2 separate regions of the Mus musculus genome follow, and region 1 is linked to region 2. Evidence: chromatin contacts called from public HiCAR-type data. All regions are on one chromosome and are shown on one strand. The core of a region is the stretch at or near the end of the contact, and the rest is flanking DNA. Distances in the headings are between cores, read along the strand shown.

Evidence for each region. HiCAR-type assays count read pairs that join an accessible place to other places.
Region 1: a HiCAR-type map of astrocytes shows a contact between it and region 2, with 14 times the contacts expected there. The contact joins two enhancer-like sites. A contact is called at or near these places in 1 of 39 promoter capture datasets (hippocampal neurons), 1 of 484 Hi-C or Micro-C datasets (cortical neurons) and 2 of 115 datasets of contacts at active chromatin or transcription factors (astrocytes and large pre-B cells).

The regions. Positions count from the first base shown.
Region 1 is chr7:37,360,570-37,363,269 of GRCm38.p6, forward strand. It overlaps a transcript of Zfp536 not described here. Among named protein-coding and RNA genes, the nearest start is that of Gm30483, 34 kb to the left of the region's middle. Within about 2 kb of position 1,377, at least 70 of the 459 cell types and tissues checked have an H3K27ac peak or open chromatin away from gene starts, as enhancers often do.
Region 2 is chr7:35,414,112-35,416,811 of GRCm38.p6, forward strand. Cep89 (centrosomal protein 89) reads left to right here. Exons shown (of 19, transcript NM_028120.3): 6 at 33-61; 7 at 2,306-2,348. Gm42378 (a long non-coding RNA gene) reads right to left here. Exons shown (of 4, transcript XR_881963.3): 4 at 903-1,847. Among named protein-coding and RNA genes, the nearest start is that of Cep89, 18 kb to the left of the region's middle. Within about 2 kb of position 1,295, at least 57 of the 459 cell types and tissues checked have an H3K27ac peak or open chromatin away from gene starts, as enhancers often do.

The DNA.
Region 1 (2,700 bases), core at 127-2,626, 1.9 Mb after region 2:
GGAGGGTCACCTGGGAGAAGAGTGAGCCGAGTGAGCAAATGCATATACGCACATCTAAAGCGTGTGTTCAGACAGGCACCATGTGTTCCTGGCCAACGATGTCTCCCGCCCCTCAGCTTCTTCACCTCAGACTAGTAGGTCGCAAAGTCCTTGTTGCTAATGGGGATCACGGGGTGCTTGTAGGGAGAACTTTGTGAGCAGGGGTGGCATAAAATCTTACTTGGTCCTTGGGCCCTGGTGTGAGGGACCGTTGCTCCAGATCGCTTTGAAACACTGGGCTCAGTGTCATCCCTTTCTGGGGACAAGCCACCTAGGCTGAATCAGTCAACGTTTGCAGGGACACTCCCAGAGACATCAGCAAGCCAGCAATGACCCTGCAGAACACCGCACCAGACAAGCTTCTCTTAGCCTCTTGGGCCATGTGTTTAAGCTGAGATGGGCTGCCTAGGTGGGCCCTGTCCTGCATAGACAGAGGGGCATAGCTATCCCCATAACAGCCCTGGAAACAAACAAACAAACACAACACAAAACAAAACCTCCCACAATTCCCATGTGGTAGCAAACACCTTTAATCCCAGGCAGAGGCAGGCGGAACTCTGAGTTTGAAGCCATTTTGCTCTGCAGAGCTAGCTCTAGGACAGCCAGAGCTACTAGCTGTTATTTTTAAATATTGCCCCACCTTAGCAAAAGGGGCTTGCTTACTTATCATCACTTTGGATCTTTTTCTCTTTTTAAAAGAATGTATATTAACTCCATAGGTGAGTGTGTTCTATTTCCCCCTTGACAGCTCTTTCACCCTTCCTTCTTATTCCTTGCTATTATCTATACCCCTTTTCTATTTTTCCTATACATTTTTGTTCTAGATTCCACATGAGAGCCAACATTGTATATTTATTTGTATCTGGCTTATTTCACTGACCATGACAACCTCTGACTTCATCCGCTTTCCTTCTGCAGGGAACGTGTTTCCATTTTCTCTTTATGACCGACTAACACTCTACTGTGTGTGTATCTCACGTGGTCTTTCCCTGTTCTCCTGTTGGTAGGCACCTAAGCTGGCCCCGTGCATCAGCTGCAGTGCAGCAATGGCCATAGGCTTTCAGACATCTCTGTCAAATACGGACTCTGATTCCTTTTGGATCCACACTCTTTTAAACCCACAGAACTTCCTATTGGCTGACTGGTTTTATTCTCAACTCGTAGGAGGTGCTAGTGTGCCCTATTTACAGGTGGATAAACAGAGGCCTGGGGTGCTGGCATGCAAAGCAGACAGGCCAAAGATCTGAGCTAGCAGCTGTGTTTCAGCCCCCAGCCTCCCTGGAGGGAGGCGGCCAGAGTACACATGGGATCAGAGATCTTTCTAGAAGAAAGGTTTCTTTGATAGCAGCTGCGCTGACTCCGTGGGGAGTAGACTGTGTTTAAAGGCCAGGACTCCCCTCCGCCCTCCCTACCCTCACAGATTCTTACCACTCCACTCCAATTAAAAACAAAGGAACAAAAATAACTGCGCCGGCAGTTACTGTACGCCGGGACTTCACAGGCACACACTCCCTTGTGGGTACACATTTGTTTCCTCCACTCCGGAGGGAAGACTCTGAGGTCCAGAGAAGTTGCTAAACTGCCCTGAGGTCATGCGGACCAGAAGAGTGGGTCCGGGATTTGGAGTCTGCACCCCGGGGAGCCTGTAAGCGGCACCAGCTCCGTCCACCCTTCCCTGTGGGTGCAGTCACATGATTAAAATGCCAAGACTTAGTTCCCCAATCAGAATTCAGGAGCCCGCCAAGGAGGTCAGGTCATTAGTGTTTATACAATCACCACGGAAGAATTAAGGGAGAGAGAGAGAGAGAGAGAGAGAGAGAGAGAGAGAGAGAGAGAGAGAGAGAGAACGACTCAGCACGCCTTCCTGCATACAGTTCTTTGAAACCTTCCTAAAATGAAATTAAAAGTTGGCCCTATGTGATTTATTTTTTCAATCTGAGAATCTAAACAAATGATCCCGCTTCTAGGTACATCTATCAAAGGATCTCTTCCACAGCTGGGGCCGGGGCGGTGCTGGGGCCGGGGGCCAGGGATGGGGGGTGGGGGTGGAGGGGGGTGCCGGGGCTGGGGGGTGGGGTGGGGGACTGCGGATGCTATTAGTGCTTCCAAGGCAGTTTCACCGCAGATTAAAGAAACCAGGGGTGTGGGCAGGGGGGGGGTGGTACTGGGGGGGGGATTGGCAGCCATAGTGAGCTGTATGCCTACTTGACCTAGGACGCAAACCTGTTGTACTTTCCAGAAGGGACCAGGGCACTATTTCCCTGTAACGTGCTTTTCATATGGAACTCTCCCTTCGCTGTAAAGATCTGTCTTTAATAGTGCTGTCCTAAAACGCAGCCTATTTTTCAATTCCCTGATCGCGGACATATAGATTTTTATAGTGTCTGCAAGCGAGCATTAACGTTAATCCTGCCTTGCCCCTTTGTGTTCCGTTAATGTCACAATCTGCTGTAAAGCCTTGCCAAGTTTCTTAACTGTCATGTTAATTCCTAGACCTAGTCTGCACTCTTTGACATTTCAGGACAGAACAAGGCAGTAAAAATAGATTAGAAACAGCTTAGAAGTATTACAAAAAACCTAGAACTTTACAGATGGTGGGATCAGGCCTGCTGCATGGAAATCTAGCAAGCCCGGACATAATAATATTAGGAGAGGCTATTT
Region 2 (2,700 bases), core at 45-2,544:
TAAAACTTTCCGTTTTCTCCTTTTTAAACCAGATGTTAAACACTCTGTTCTGAATCTAGAGGTAAGCTTATTTTCAAGAATTCCTATTTTAAAAAGTAGACTTTTTACTATAATTTGTCTTTGATTTTTTTCTCTTTTATTTATTTTTATTTTATTTTACTTTTGAGCCATGCGACTTCTGTCCCTGACTCTGTACTGTGTTTCCGTTTCCTGATTAATACATGTTCAATTTCCTTTGCTTCCTTGGATGAAACCAACTTAATCTTGATTTGTGATCTTTTATTTCCTCATAATAACACTGTTGTATTAAAAGGTCTTCTCATTAGAGGTCTTTCTGCTGCATGCTTCACTGACTGACCTCCTCCGTGGTGAGGGGTTCGAGAGAGTGACTCAGGAGAGGCGCTGAGGTGGATCACTGGGGACTAAGGGGTTTTGTTAGACTTGTTTATACCTCAAGCAGACAGACACAGAGACAGCAGAGCTCCGAGGAGAGCCTAAGCACCAGAGACAGATAACATCCCAGGGTCTCCAGAGTGCAGGATCTGAGGAATTGGAGGCCACATGGCAAAAGCAGGGAATTCCTTGTATAGCTTTCTCAGGATGAGGGAGGTGTCACAGCACAAGCCTGCAGCCAGGCACGGAAGGGGGAAGGGAGTGGGTAGTAGGATATGTGGTCATACCCACTTTGATGTAAACCCACTTTCCAGGAGAGAAATCCTGCTTCCAGGATGCTTGTCATGGAGGCACTTGAATAGATAGTGTCTCAGCAGGGCTCCTGTTAGTCTCTGTAAGAGGGGGCTGCTGTGGAAACCTGAGTTACCATCACTCACACACAAACGCACACACAGATACATATACACACACACACTAACATGCGCACACATACACACTCACAAACACACACACACACACACACACACACACACACACACACCCCAATATTTTGAGGTCTTGAGCTGAGCTCCCTGTGTTTACTAGGCAAGTACATTTTGGGTTAACTACATTCGTAGCGTATGAACTGAAGACATGAGTGCTCCATGGTATGGTTAAGGGAAAGGCTTTTACTGTAGCCAGAAAGGAGAGTCTAGCCAAGGACATCTGGAAGAGTCCAGAGCAGAGAGCGAGAGCAGTAGACTGAGCATGGCCAACAGCCTGGACCTGGTCATGGGCGGGGAGAGAAGAGGGGAGAGTGAGAGATGAAGACAAAGAGAAGCAAGAGAGAGGGAGGCCAGGTGTGAGACCAAGAGTAGCTGAACTAGCGGGGCTATAGGGAGCATGAGTAGCTGGGGGAGGGGAGCCCCTGAGCTGGAGGAAGTTTGGGGGAGGGGAAGGTGAGAAGAACTAGGTACTTGAGATACTGAGGGAGCCTGGCGGCCAGCATGTGCTTTGGTGTGCTAGTAGGCACCACAGACAGCCATTTTCCCTTCTGCCAGCGGTAAGGAAGTGGCTCCTTTGGGAGAGGGGAACCAACTTAACAAGCTCCTGAGGAAAACTGGCCTTTTGTCTAATAGCCAGAATGTGAGGAGATAGAGTTTCCTTTGTCCCTGACACCTAGCTTCACTTAATACTCATAAACCTGGAGGAAGTTCAAGTTTCCAAAGTTTAGCTGTGGACATGACTCATGAAAAGTAAGAAATCACTTCCAGAATTCCTAGAATGATCGGCAGCTTTAATAACCCAGGTGCAAGCACTGAAAGAAGCCTTCCCTGAAGTTTCTCCTTTTAGGAATTTAATAGTTAAACCTGTCTCACCAGATGTGGTGGCTCACACCTGGATTCCCAGCACCTGGATGGGATTCATCTCAGCAGGAGGATCATAAGTTCCTGGGTCAAGGCTGCAGATCCTGTCTGAGAAAACAAAACAAAAGCTTACTCAGAAGAGTTATAACCTCACAGCAGAACGCCACCGCAACCCTACATCCATACACAGTGGGAGAGCTAAGGGCAGCGCCCAGCCTTCTGCTCACTGAGAGGCAGCCATGATCTAGTTTCTCAGCAGTTAGAACCCGCTTTGCTGCCTAGTGGGCCGTCACATGCTTTAGTTACAAAGTGAAGAGACCTTCAGTGAAAATACAGTCACTGCACTGCACACTTAGGCCCGGAGAGAGCCTTCCCCAGGGGTTCAGTTGTAAGAAAACAGGAAGGGTTAAAGTCCAGGTGCTAAAGAAAGATTCTCAGGGCCAAGTGAAGAGGAAGCTCCACCCTCCACCTGCAGCCTCCCTCTGTGTCAGTCCCTGCCAGTCCCTGCCAGTCCACTGTGAGCATGCCGTGCTCACACATAATCACACTCGTCTTTTCCTCCCTAGGGTGAGAAAGTCCGGTTGCATGAAAAGCCTCCTCCCTCCCCAGGTACTGGCCTTTTGGGGTTCACTGTGATGGGCATGCTCAGCTTAGTGTTTACAGAGTGCCTAGAAGAGTCATCTGAAGGAAAGTTGGCAGCTCCCTGTGAAGGCTCTGGGGTCTGATGCTGTGACTAGCTTTGGGAAGGTGTCAATTACTATTAGTGGGGTGAGGGTAGGCTTGTGGAGAGAGCCCAGGACCTGGGGTGAAGGGTGGGCCTGTGGGGAGAGCTCAAGAGTTTGTGGGGGTGTCCCTGTGGGATGTGCTGAGCCCTTGGGTGGGGGTGGGCGTGTCCCTGTGGGACGTGCTGGAGGCCTGGATGTTGGTGTTCAAACAAGGGCTCGGCTTGAGGGTTGAGCTT